Regions from separate parts of the Capra hircus genome. Here region 2 is linked to region 1. A link is a contact called in public Hi-C data. All regions are on one chromosome and are shown on one strand. The core of a region is the stretch at or near the end of the contact, and the rest is flanking DNA. Distances in the headings are between cores, read along the strand shown. Region 1 overlaps SHE (SH2 domain-containing adapter protein E). Region 2 overlaps TDRD10 (tudor domain-containing protein 10).

Region 1 (6,783 bases), core at 1,698-4,197:
ATCAAGTGGACTATAGGAGAGGTGGTTGGAAAGCAGGAGGAAGCTAGCTTTTTTTTTCCTGTCGAAAATCCTCCTAAAGGAATCAATTCTTCAGCTGTGAACTGTTTTTAATAACTTAAGAGGAGGTTGATGAGTAGATTGTCAATAGATATTAAAGGTCAGTCTCCCTTCTGCTTCTCCCAAGACATAGTTTTTCTACTTACCTGGCCACCTAATTTCTTTTGCCTTTGTAAAAGTTTGGGATATCTTTTCTCTCTAACAGTAAAGCTGTGCTTTTGATTAAAACTGTCGTCAGTGTAAAGGGTGAATGGAAAAGGTAATTTGTTTGATAGCAAACATTTGAGTCCGGATGGGCTTTCCCCCAAGGCTCAGCTGGTAAAGAACCCACCTGCCAGTTACAGGAGACTCAAGAGATGTGGTTTCAATCCCTGGGCTAGGGAAGATCCCCTAGAGCAGGAAATGGCAACCCACTCCAATATTCTTGCCTGGAAAATCCCATGGACAGAGGAGACTGGCAGGCGAGTCCGTGGGGTCCCAAAGAGTCAGACCTGACTGAGCATGGGTGTGCACGCACACACATATTTGAATCAGGTTTTCTTTTTGTGTGCATTAATTTTTAAAATAATTTTATTCAAGTATAGTTGATTTAGTGTTGTGTTAATTTCTGCCATACAGCAAAGTGACTCAGTTATACATACATATATTCTTTTTTGTATTCTTTCCCATAATGGTTTACCACAGGATATTGAATATAGTTACCTGTGCTGTTTAATAGAACCTGTTGTTTACCATCCTATACATACTAGTTTGAATATGCTAATCCCAGGCTTCCAGTCCTTCCCTCCCCACCCTCAAGTCAGTTTTTGCTTTATTTTATTTTTATTTATTTATTTATTTTTGTTTTGTTTTATTTTAGAATTATTTTCCACAAATCCCTACTGGTTACCAACTTCTGTGCTAAATGCTACTCATTTTCTCTCTTTATCTTCTATCCAACCTAGATGTCATAGCATTGTTCAGACACTGTTAGTAGTTTCTATTTCTCAGTTGATTTTTCTCTTTATTATTTCATAGTGAAAACTTCATTTGGTTTCATAACCGATACACACACTTGGAAGGAGTCATTACCTGAGACTCTGTTTAGTCTTCTATTCTAAATATACCAAAAGGACGAGTTTTTTTTTAAAGTATGTTCTGAAATATACTGAAGTGGTTTCTCCTCATGTTCTAAAACCATTCTCTGTTAATGAACATCTTGACATAAAAGTGGGTGCGTGTGGATGCTAGCAGTATGATCTGATATCAAAGACAGCAGGAGCTCAGCTACCCCAGGGCCTTTGTAGTACCTTTTAGCTCAGATTAAAGAAGGAGGAAAGTTGCTTTCCTAAGATGAGCCAGACAGGTTCTTTTCTTTGAGGTGTACGTAGGTCATCTCAGTGGCCTCTGATGTTAAATGGAGCCTTCCTTCCAGTTCAGTTTGAGGGCTCTGAGCGGCCTTCTGTCAAGGAGGAGGCAGTGAGGCAGCACCACCGGCAGAAGAGCTGGACCCAGAAGATCTTGAAGCCAGCCCTGACCGACCACAGTGAGGGGGAGCGAGTGGACCCAGCCCTGCCGCTGGAGAAGCAGCCGTGAGTCTCCTCCCCAGACACGCGTGACACAAGGTGGCTGGCAGCTTGTTGAGAGCCTTGGTGGGGCGCACTAGCTCATTTTAAGTCTTTCTGGTGTTGAACTCTTGTCTGGGTGGGGCTTTTTTGTGAAAACCCATTTTCCAAGCCCAGTGCCTTTGTGCCTAGGGGAAAATGAGGCCCCAGAACCGGATCTCAAAATTTCATTCCCCTGTGTAGAGTGAAAACTTTTTAAGTGACTCTAGCCCTGTTAACTCCCTCTGGGGGTGATGGATAGGTTTTGTGATCCGGGATTACCCAGATCTCATTTCGTCTATTTTGAATGGGAAGCCGGATCTAGTCCAGGCTGTTGAGCTTTCATGAGAAGTTCATTTCCAAAATTGCTTTATGGAATGAGGCCCTGTCTGGATTGGGATGTTGATGCTCATGGTTTCTCCCCCTGCCCCATTTTTCAGTTGGTATCATGGTGCCATCACCCGTGCTGAGGCAGAGAGTCGACTACAGTCCTGCAAAGAAGCTGGGTACCTGGTTCGAAACAGCGAGTCAGGAACCAGTAGGTACTCCATTGCACTAAAGTGAGTATTAAGCATCCTGGGCTCTCCCTGTCTGGATCAAGAGTGGGGTGCAGACTTTCCTATCGTGGGAAAATGACCAGGCAAAAAAGACATGTTGGGTTAGCCAAAAACTTCGTTTGAGTTTTTCTGTAAGAGCTTACACTTTTTGGTCAACCCAGTACTTTATATGGTGCACGGGGATACATGTTGACAGAAAATAAGATGGCGTTTGCTTGGACAACAGAATATGACATACTTTGTTTAGAAGGCAAAATTGAGAGAATTCCCTGGCTGCTCAGCGGTGACGACTCGGCGCTTTCACTGCCATGGCCCGAGGTTCAGTCCCTGGTCAAGAAACTAAGTTCCTGCAAGCCACGTGGTGCAGCCAAAAAAAGAAAGAATTCAAAATTGGTGTTGGGTAAATGTCCCAGTATGCCTTATGATAAAGAGGGATAAATATCCCTATTTCATTTAATTGTACATTGATTAGTTTCTGCCTTTTGTGATCTAAATTATTTCTTAGAGAAATAATTTCTGATAAAAAAAAATTTCTTAAAAAAAAAAAAGTTTCTAACAGGATAGTTCAGTCGTTCTTTTACTCTCTAGCGTTTGGGGCTTTAAGTAAATCAGAGATTCCTTGATTGTCACAATGCCAGCTGCAATTTTGGCACCAGTTTCTTCTGTTGAAGAAGGAAGCAGTGCCTTGCGATGACTCCCCTGTCCAATTGTACTCAGAACATTCGTTTTTGCCCGGTAGGCTTATTCCAATAAGCCTGGTGTCATGGAAATTCTCGTTGCTCTGCGAGTTCAGTGGTGCTATATTGGAGGATCATTGTCAAGAGCCCTAACAGCATTTCCTTCCTGAGGAAGCTGAGCCCCTGCAGCTGAAACAATCAGACTGGAGGGGAAAAGAGGTTGAGGGGGGAGCAACATGGCTCAGAAAATGGGATAGGCTACCAGATACACAATACCAGGAATAGCTTTGCTGTGTTCCTGAAGCGGGTACTTGTGGATTAGATCTTTGAGCCTTCGGTGCCAGCTGTCATATACAACCAGAAACAGTGTTTCCAGATTGGGGGGGGTAGGGGGTGGGAGGAAGAAACAAGTTTTATTATTATTCTTCTTAATGTTTCCTTTGGGGAGGAAAGAAAGAGGAAACCTTTCACATGTCTTTCTAGCCTTGAGAAGAGGTGAGTTTAAACCTCACCTTCGTGGTCTCACTCTTGGGCTTAAGGACTAGTTTGGCAGTTTGCGGGGAGGAACAGGGCAGTTTTTTCTTTTTCCTCTTGGTCCAGTGCCTGATGACTTGTGTGTGTTAAAGATAAATGGCCCAGGGGTGATGCACATGTAGCTGAGGGTTGTGAAGCTTCTGTGCAGTCTGCTAGAGTGCTGAAAGCTCTTCTGTGTGCGTATAACAATTCCAGGAGTGGCTGGGAACCTGTTGGCCTATGAATCCAGCTGAGATTGTTTTCAGTGAGGAGGGAATCCCTCTGCTCACTCATTCATGTCTTCTCCTCAATTTTGGTTTTGTTCCAGGACTAGCCAAGGATGCGTCCACATCATAGTGGCTCAGACCAAAGACAACAAGTATACCCTGAATCAGACGAGTGCTGTCTTTGGCAGCATCCCGGAAGTGGTACACTATTACTCCAGTGAGAAACTGCCCTTCAAGGGGGCAGAGCACATGACCTTGCTCTACCCTGTACACAGCAAGCTGCACCAAGGCTCAGCCTCCAAAAGCCCCAGCGGAGCCTCTCACACCTAGGAGGGCATCAGCACCCAACCGGATTCTCAGGGGATAAGGCTGGACTGCACCGTAATATTTGGGAGGAAGCAGGACTCTTCATATAGAAGTCAAGAAGTCTTTGGCCTTGAATCCATTCCATGACTCTTGGTTACTGACCTGTGCCTTTTCTCCTTGCTAAGCAGTTCTATTACGAGAAACCATAATTTACCAGTTGCCTCTACTCCCTGGAGTAGGGTTATCTATTTGGGACGTGACCCTCAGGAAAGGTAAGTCAGGAGTCCAGAAATACTAAAGGTTCTCCAAAAATGCACTAATTATTCCCTGGAATACCTAATTTCCAAATAAACCAACAAACTTGGCATTTATATAAAACAACAGAAAATGATCAAACGGACCCAAAGAGCATGTAATATAAGACCCCTTCTTAGGGAAAAGCATGAACAGTGGAAAATGAGTAATAGTGGACACTTTGGAAAAAACTACCTTTCTCTCTTGAGGGTCCTAGTTCAACTCCAGAGGCCATAAAAAGTCACAATGTTAGAGTCTGGCCAAAGGATTATTTTGTCGGCCAGCCTTCTAAGCAAAGTTTGTGTTTTCTCAATTTCTGTGGACTTTTTTTGACAAATCAGTTATATAAGCATAAATAAGAAGGAAGATGCCTGTGATTTAAGGAACACCAATATAATTAAGCATTGGCAGTATTGCCATAATTCTGAATTATAGAATTAAATTGCAGAATAAGATACACAACGAAGATTGCATTTCTGAGTTTTAACAAATCTGAAAATTTACAAAACTCAACAATTGTTATTGAATAATAGAACCTTTGGTCTCTTTTGTTTCATCTTTGTCCATTTTAGTAGTTATTGAAAAAACTGAATTTTTCATTTTTGGCCCTAAAATTAGATATACTTTGCATTTTAGAGTAACTATATGTATATATATATATGGGGTCCCCTTATATATATATATATATGATATGATTGTGGGAACTGGGTCTCTAAAACCTGCAGTTTCTCTCATGCTGTACAAAGCAGACTGGTTTGCACTATATTAAAATATTTTAAGAGACTGATGTTTTCTCTAACCTCTACTGCTTAAAGATATTAAAATAATATTCATAGTATCATTATCTTTATGATTTATTATGAACTTATATCACCAATGTACTTACTGTGAAAAAAAAAAAAAAAAAAACTGTGGAAATGGCATACTGTGAGAAGGCGCCAGTGAGTGGCTCTGTAATGAAAACCGAGCAGATGTTTCTGGATTCTGGGGTTTGTAATTTGGTTCTTGAAACTGGTCCAGATACAAATGTGCTGACTGTCATCAATGAAAAGTTAACTTTTGTAACTAATGTTAAATATACAAAAAAATGTTGATCCAGTTAACTTTTAGGAAAACGTATCCTTCTGGTTATTAGTTATCATTTTACTATTAGAATTTAGAGATTAGTAAATATCTGCATCTTTATTCGGTTAAGAATGTACCCAGAGTTGTGTGATCTTTGTTTTTAAAAATTTGGAAAGAACTTTTCCTCACTGGATCTCAATGATTTTATTAGTCGAGAATGTTCTGTGTTTTAAGTACTGATAGAATTTTTTTTAATGTACTGGTATGCACTTGTCTTTAGTACAAGATTTTTTTTTTAAAATGTTTAGCATCCATAGTTCCAGTTCCAGTCACCAAATATTTATTTTCTTCCATATACAAATAATTCATTCTATTAAGCTTATTTTCAGTTCAGCATTCTAGAAATTAAATCTTGCTTTTTACTTATTCTACCAAGGAAGTTCAGCAGTGATCCCAATTTTATTAAATGCTGAAAACTTTGTGAAGTTTTTCTTTGTGCACTAAATGGTTTCTGGCCCACACCCAGCAACTGTGATGAATGTAATAGTGAAGTAACGCTTTGAAAGCAGACCTGATGCATTAAGTGTTTATTGAGCTTCTGTCACGGGCTCAGTACTGTGCTTCCTTTATGCTGGTTTTCTGTGACAGTCATGCTGTTTTCTTTATACAATTAAAAGTGGAGATGTGGCGTTCACATATAGTCCAGTTCCTTCGCAAATGTACAGGAGGTTATAGGAAGAAGAAACACAGTAAATTAGTAGAAGGGGGGGATAAGCTACTATTTTCTTCCTGAAGTTGTGACAGGAGCTGACAAAAGCCAGGGAACTCACAGCTGGGTGGTGGCACAAAGTACCATATGTTCTAAAAACAATTAGGCCCAGCGGGGTGTCCCTAATGGCTTCCTTGTTAAGCCTCCGGGGGCCAGCTGATCTGAAGCCTGGTGACATGTCTCTCTGAGCTCCGAATGCTTCTGCCTTTTTGTCACTTGGTCCTGATACAAGTGTTCTCCTGTGGTCTTCATTCTCTTGAGTTCATTCAGTCTCCTGAAATATTTTCTGATTCTTTCTGGAGAGAACAGTGTCTTCTCACAAATTTGTACTCGTTTGCCTTGAATTTTAGCATCCATGGAGCTTTTTACGACTATCCTTTCCTCTCTATCACACTTTGTTTCTAAAAAACGCTTTGCTGCATGTTACAAGATGGGTTTATCTCATTGTCTCCTTTCAGGCCTCTGAGGACAGAGAGTGAAGGGACATTTCTATTTGCTGCCACAGTTTTGTTTTTTTTTTAAATCAGGATGAATTTCAACCACTGCAATTGGTATATTTAAATAAATAGGAATAAAAGAGAAATGTTGATACATGTACAAAAAGGTAAATACAGATATGCCTACTCTGTTCTGGGGATGGAACTATCCTTTTTAGTTATCCAAAGTATTTTCTTTTTTTTTTTTCAAAGTATTTTCTTAAGAAGTATATATCAAAAGAGCCTTTATTCTTTGCTG
Region 2 (6,783 bases), core at 2,135-4,634, 68 kb before region 1:
CCTGTTAGCGCGGTACCTGTCCCTGCTGCCCAGGGAGTTCAGTGAGCTGGAGGGTAGCGTGCGCCACTCTCCTCCAGTAAGCCAGTGGCGGTCAGGGCACAGGTAGACTGGGCGCCGCCCCACCTGCCCACCGCCCTGTGAGCACGCTCACCTCACTGGTGTCATCTCAGGGTGGGTGCCTCATTCTCCCTGTCACAGTTTCCAAGTAGGCAGTTCCTCACCTGCCCATATAGCTTCTCTCCCTGCACCAGGGAGCCTTTGCAGGATCTTTTCACCTCTGACCCTGGAGACGTCTTCAGTGATTAGGGCTAGGAGAGTGGGCAAAACAATCTCCACCTCACCGTTTTCTTCCATTTCTTTGCAGGCTGGTACACACCCCCGAAGGAAGATGGCTAACCCAGGAGTGCCATCCCCTTCCTCCTTCCCCAGGCACCACTGGACCAATTACCTTTGAATGCTGTATTTGGATCTCACGCTGCCTCTGTGGTTCCCTCCCTCATTTTTCCTGGACGTGATAGCTCTGCCTATTGCAGGACAATGATGGCTATTCTAAACGCTAAGGGAAAAAAAACACACACACAGAACTGTTTCAAGTACTCAAGACTGACTTACAGACCAACCAACCACCTGGCTGGAACCCTTGCTAGCAGGCATTCTTATAAAAGAAACTTTCGAGCCTCCTTATATTGCTGGAAACTCAGCTGTGCTCCAGACTAGAGCCTCCTTACCTATGCTATGGATTTTTAATTTATTTTCTCTTATTTCATGTACACTGCTTTTTTTGGTTACAGTGTATGATGGATGTGTATGAAAAAAAATGTATCTTTGGGAAAACAATTACAGTTTGTTAATTTGAAGACGCTGGTTTTGACTCATCTTTATTTTCATAGCTTACCCTTCCCCCATCCCCTGAATTCCTTCAGCAGTTGGGGGAGGGGTACCAGGGTCACTGTGGCTTTGGGAGCCATGAGGGGCTGCACTTCACTGCTAAAGTCAGAGAAAGGTGGAGCTGAAGCACATGCCTGCCTCAGCCTAAAGGGCTCTGGAGTGACCAGACTTGTACCCCCTGGAAGGCAGAGCTCAGCCTGCTGAACCGCAAAGCAGGCTGAAATGATGACCCTTATTCTTAACTTCTAGTCACAGATGTTTTCAAATTTCTAAGAAAAATAACAAGGAGGCCTAAGAGGCTGCTTCACAGAACTACTTTTAAATAAACTGAATAGGAATGGGGCCAGTCTCAAGCATGTATGTGGTCCTCCTGATCTCAGCAACAGGCTGTGTAGCTACCGTTCGTGTTCACTGGTCACCCTTCCCAGGAAGTGGCACTGAAGGGCGATGGTTGGGAGCTCCGTTGCTGCTCCCCTTGTCTGTTGCTTCATTTATTCCTAACAGAAGAGCCAGGCAGAGCTCCGAAGTAAGTTGTTTGGCTTGGAGACTGAATTCTTCTAAGGCACTTTCATAATGTGGGTCCTACTGGAAAGGATTGGCTTTAAGGGGTTTGGTCCATCTACCTGTGGGCCCCACTCAGGCTCAGAACCGCTGTGGAGGCAGGTCCATGAGCTGACCTGCCGGTGCTGGGTCTGTGCCTGCTGTGTAAGTACATCTGTGCCGCCTCCTGGTCCGCGAGCTTGCTCGGGGGCAGAGACGGCCTCCAGAACCTGCCTACAGACTGGATGGTGAAATGCCAGAGGCCAGGGATGGCCAAGTGAGGATGAGGATGTGTCTTAGCTTAAACAGCACAGCCATCTGAAACCTCTAGGATGCCAGAGTTCTGTATGCTTTGACACAACTATTTTAACTTTGGTCACTCCCCCCGCCCCCAATTAAGGGATGTTCATGTCTTGCTGCTTCAGGTGGATGCAGAGTTCACCGGAACCACTCAACGCTGCTCTAACCCTACCACACCCACCTGGTACAGGGTGCTCATTTATGCTGAGGTGGAGGTAAAGAGGGCAGGCACCCACAAGGAAACTCATTTCATGGAGCTGAGATCTAGTTCTCAAGGCCTCTGCCTTTTTTCTGGACTTATCACCAGCCCTGTCTGGAACGTACTATAGGTTGTGTTTTTAGTAATGTGTGCTGTGAGCTGTCCTCTGTACAATGTATTTTGTAATGTATTTTTCTCATCTACCAAAGGATGGAACAAATAAAATTATTTAAATAGTTTGGCTCTAATCAAATTATTATTTAAAGAAAGAATGGGGGGATCACATTCACCTGATGTAAAGGGAAGCACCAGCTCCTGTGCGCTGTAGCTATATAAACACCAACTCTCCAAGAAAATCTTATCAAACCTAGCAGTCCTTTCTGTGACCTTACGTTAGGCTCCTAATGAAGTTACATGGTTAAGGGAAAAAAAAAAAAGGCCACATCATCTGGAACCAGTGTTCTGTCTACCAAGAAGGCGAAGAAAAGAAACAAACCTTATCTTGCACGAGTGTACATCTATGTCCCACAGGGTTTGAATAGCCGGCACACGGCAGCTCCCAGCCTGTGGCTTCAGCTTTAGAGGGCAGGGTTGGGGGGGGTGGCTAGATAGGAATCAGTCACCCCAAATGTGAAGTATGCCGACGCTTATTCACCAAGCCGACAGGTCAGTGTTCAGATGCCCCCTACCTGATTCTACGCTGGAATGCCAAGGAAAGTTAAGCAGTGGGCCCCTCCATTCTCCAGAATCTGTCAGGGCAACTTACATCATGCTCTGGGGTTACAAAAAAAAAAAAAAGGGAAAAAATACACTGGCTACATCAGACTTTCAACCTCATGGAAGCTTCCCTGTTTGGTTCAAATGTTCACGGTGAAGACACACGACACACTGAGAAGTGAGCTGGGGGAAGGCAAAGGGGGATCCAATCAGTCCTGAGCACCCCCAAGGCCTCAAGAGGGAAAGGGCAGGAGGGCAGAATCCAGATAGGAGAGGGAGCATGCTGATCGCAGCCACGTCACTTAAACTCTTCAAACTTCAGGATGTGTGACTGGAAGAGAAAGATAAAATCTGAGTGGGAAGGAAGGACCCCCCCCCCCCAGGCAGTCCACCCCCCCCCTGGACAACTTCAGTTTGCTTCCTCTACAGGAATGACAGGTAAATATGCAGCACCCAGGCCGAGGCCGGGGGGTGGCTGCAGCTGAGACCCTGGGGTGGGAGGGAAGGAACAGGAGACACAGGGCAGTTACCTCCAAGTTCAAAGCACCAGTGATTTTCCCTTTGAGGATGCGATGAATAACCTGATTTGAACTCAAAATACCTGCAAAACAAAATACAAGAACAAAACCTTGGTATTTGTTGGTCCGGCAGGAGGAGCAAGGGAGGGAAGTGAGAGGCTGGGGCTGCAGGAAAGGGTTCTGGCTCCAGACCAGCTCCTGCGGACAAGTCTCTGCTAGTCAGAGCTCAGTCCCAGCTGCCAGGATAACGTGAGATAATCAGCACTGAAGAGGGAGGAGAGGGGGAGGGCAAAGTGAGAGCACATAAAAGGAAGCATTATACTTGCTAAAATGATTACGGGTATCTGAGATTGCACATTTCCTAATGGAAATTCTGGGGACAGAAAACGGTTTACTCAACTCTGGTCTGAGTTTTGGCTGGAGAGATGGAAGTTAAAAGACAGAGAGCCTTTATACCACGACGAGTGAGCATTCCTACCTGCTGGGACAAGGCAGGGCAGGGCGCTGGTCAGACACTCGCCTTCATCCAGTCTGCCCTTAATCAGCTCCTGCCATTCCCACCCCCACACTCTGGGACTGTCTGTATGCATGCAACTGGCTCATATCAAGGGGAGACCTCAGTGCTACCCTCACCCAGGCCGTTTTCTTACTATGAAACATGAAGAAGTCCCTTTCATTTTTCTGAGCCTTACTTTCCCCATCCATATAATTGTACACCTGCCCACCCGGCCTCAGGACCATACTCCACATGAGAGCTGAGCAACCCCCCATCTGGGCTGTACACTTTGGCCCTTCTGACAGGCTTGGAGCTGCTCTTAGAGGGCAGGGGGCTCCTTACTCTGGGCTACCCTCCAACACCCAAGCAGTCAGGTCCGGCCTACAAGACACTCCCCAGCCCTGTCTGCTGCGTGAGTCCCCAAGCTGAGCCTCTTCATGCAATGACCCAAGGCGACCTCTGGGTGGTGCCTCCTCACCACTGGGCACAAGCGCATAAGCGTAGCAGGGAGGCTTGGCTCTGCACTTTGAGGAGGTGCTTTTCCATCTTGGTTTGTGTGTGTGTGTGTGTGTGTGTGTGTGTGTTTCTTCACATCCACTTCTCCTCAGCCCCTTAAAGCACTCTTTCACCCTTTCACATCTCACTTAAACCCCAGTCTTGAGAAGAGCCAGAGCAAAGAAGTGGCCTCACCATTTCAAGGTTGCAGAACTGAGGCCCCACAGGTGTCCAGATCTAAAGTAACAACCCCTCACATCATGTACAAAAATAAACTCAAAATGGTTTAAAGACTTAAGCATAGACATGACACCATAAAACTCCTAGAAGAGAACACAAAACGTTCTCTGACAAAAATCACAGCAATATTGTCTTAAATCAGTCTCGCAAGGCAAGAGAAATAAAAGCAAAAATAAACCAGTGGAACCTAATCAAATTTAAAAGCTTCTCCACAGCAAAAGAAACCATCAAACAAAAAGACAACGGACAGACTTGGAGAAAACACTGGCAAATGATGCAACCAACAAGGGGTTAATTTCAAAAGTATACAAACAGTTCACACAGTTTACCATCGAAAAAGCAAACAACCTAATGAAAAATGAGCATCAGGGGCTTCCCTGGTGGCTCAGTGGTAAGGAGCCTGCCTGCCAATGCAGGAGACACGGTTTCCATCCCTGGTCCAGGAAGACCCCACCTGCTGCAGAGCAACTCAGAGAAGGCAGTGGCGCCCGCTCCAGCACTCTTGCCTGGAAAATCCCATGGACCGAGGAGCCTGGTGGGCTGCAGGCCATGGGGTCGCTACTAGTCAGACACAACTGAGCGACTCCACTTTCACTTTTCACTTTCATGCATTGGAGAAGGACATGGCAACCCACTCCAGTGTTCTTGCCTGGAGAATCCCAGGGACGGGGGAGCCTGGTGCACTGCCGTCCATGGGGTCGCACAGAGTCGGACACGACTGAAGTGACTTAGCAGCAGCAGCAGAGCAGCTAAGCTCATGCGCAACTACTGAGCCGGTGCTCTAGAGCCCGGGAACCGCAACCACTGCGCCCACGTGCTGCAACTACTGAGCACCATGCGCCCTCGGGCCTGCGCTCCACAGCAAGAGAAGCCACCGCAGCGCGAAGCACGCGCGCAGCTGGGTAGCCCCCACCTGCCGCAACTAGAGAAAAGCTGGCACAGCAACCAAGACTCAGCACAGCCAAAACAACCGAATAAACAGAATTATTCTTTAAATGGGCATTAGACCTGAATAGACACTTCTCCAAAGAAGACACAGACGTGGCCAACCGGCACATGAAAAGATGCTCAACATAGCTAATTCTCAGAGAAATGCGATTCAAAACCACCATGAGCTATCACCTCACACCAGTCAGAATGGCCGTCTTCACCAAGCTCACAAACAATAAATGCTGGAGAGGGTGTGGAGAAAAAGTAACCCTCCTGCACTGCCAGTGGGAATATAAATTGGTGCAGCCACTATGGAGAACAGTATTTGCTGCTGTTGTTTAGTTGTTAGATCCTGTCCGACTCTTTTGCAGCCCCTTGGACTGTAGCCTGCCAGACTCCTCTGTCCACGGGATTTTCCCAGGCAAGAACACTGGAACAGGTTGCCATTTCCTTCTCCAGGGGATCTTCCCCACCCAGAGATCGAACTTGTGTCTGCTGCCTTGGCAGACGGATTCTTCACCACAGAGTCACCTGGGAAGTATGGAGGTTCCTTAAAAAACTAAAAATAGAGTTTCCATATGATCCAGCAATCCTACTCCTGGGCATAGATCCAGAAAAAATGAAAACTCCCAACTCAAAACAATACACGTGCCCCAGAGACTACCCTGGGGGTTCAGGGGCTAAGACATCACACTCCCAAAGCCAGGGGCCCAGGTTTGATTCTTGGTCAGGGAACTAGATCCTGCAAGCTGCTACTATTCATTGCTGCATCTGAAAAGATCCTGCAAGCCGCAACTGAGACCCAGCGCAGCCAAATAAATAAAAGATACATGCACCCTAATGTTCACAGCAGCAGTATTTATAATAGCCAAGACATGAAAGCAACGTAAATGTCCATCAACAGATGAATGGACAAAGAAACCACAAAAAAAGAATGAAATAACACCATTTGCAGCAACATGGGTGGATCCAGAGATTATCACATTAAGTGAAGTCAGACAGAGAAAGCCAAATATTATGTGATATCATTTATAAGTGGAGTCTAAAAAGTAATACAAATGAACTTATTTACAAAACAGAAACAGATTTAGAGACACAGAAAACAAAATTCTGGTTACCGACGGGGTGGGGAAAGGATGAATTAGGAGTATGGAATTAACAGCGGGGAAAGGATGAATCAGGAGTATGGAATTAACAGCGCCCCTGATGCAAAGAGCTGACTCATTTGAAAAGACCCTGATGCTGGGAAAGATTGAGGGCAGGAGGAGAAGGGGACAACAGAGGATGAGGTGGTTGGATGGCATCACCGACTCAATGGACATTGAGTTTGGGTGGACTCCAGGAGTTGGTGATGGACAGGGAGGCTGGTGTTCATGGGTTCGCAAAGAGTCGGACACGACCGAGTGACTGAACTGAATCATTATATGTAAAACAAGTAAACAACAAGGATTTAAAATACA

The links. Hi-C and Micro-C count contacts between places; a contact is called where the count stands out from the background.
Region 2: a Hi-C map of liver shows a contact between it and region 1, with 6 times the contacts expected there. The contact joins two enhancer-like sites. A contact is called at or near these places in 2 of 5 Hi-C or Micro-C datasets (blood and liver).

Annotation. Positions count from the first base shown.
Region 1 is chr3:104,036,350-104,043,132 of ARS1.2, reverse strand. SHE (SH2 domain-containing adapter protein E) reads left to right here. Exons shown (of 6, transcript XM_018046193.1): 4 at 1,472-1,628; 5 at 2,081-2,200; 6 at 3,716-6,783. The coding sequence ends at 3,944. Among named protein-coding and RNA genes, the nearest start is that of SHE, 17 kb to the left of the region's middle. Within about 2 kb of position 2,947, at least 2 of the 5 cell types and tissues checked have an H3K27ac peak or open chromatin away from gene starts, as enhancers often do.
Region 2 is chr3:104,105,217-104,111,999 of ARS1.2, reverse strand. It overlaps TDRD10 (tudor domain-containing protein 10), which reads right to left. Exons shown (of 13, transcript XM_005677434.3): 12 at 3,175-3,245; 13 at 487-2,975. The coding sequence ends at 2,943. UBE2Q1 (ubiquitin-conjugating enzyme E2 Q1) reads left to right here. Exons shown (of 13, transcript XM_005677433.3): 13 at 365-2,165. The coding sequence ends at 396. Among named protein-coding and RNA genes, the nearest start is that of UBE2Q1, 11 kb to the left of the region's middle. Within about 2 kb of position 3,384, at least 3 of the 5 cell types and tissues checked have an H3K27ac peak or open chromatin away from gene starts, as enhancers often do.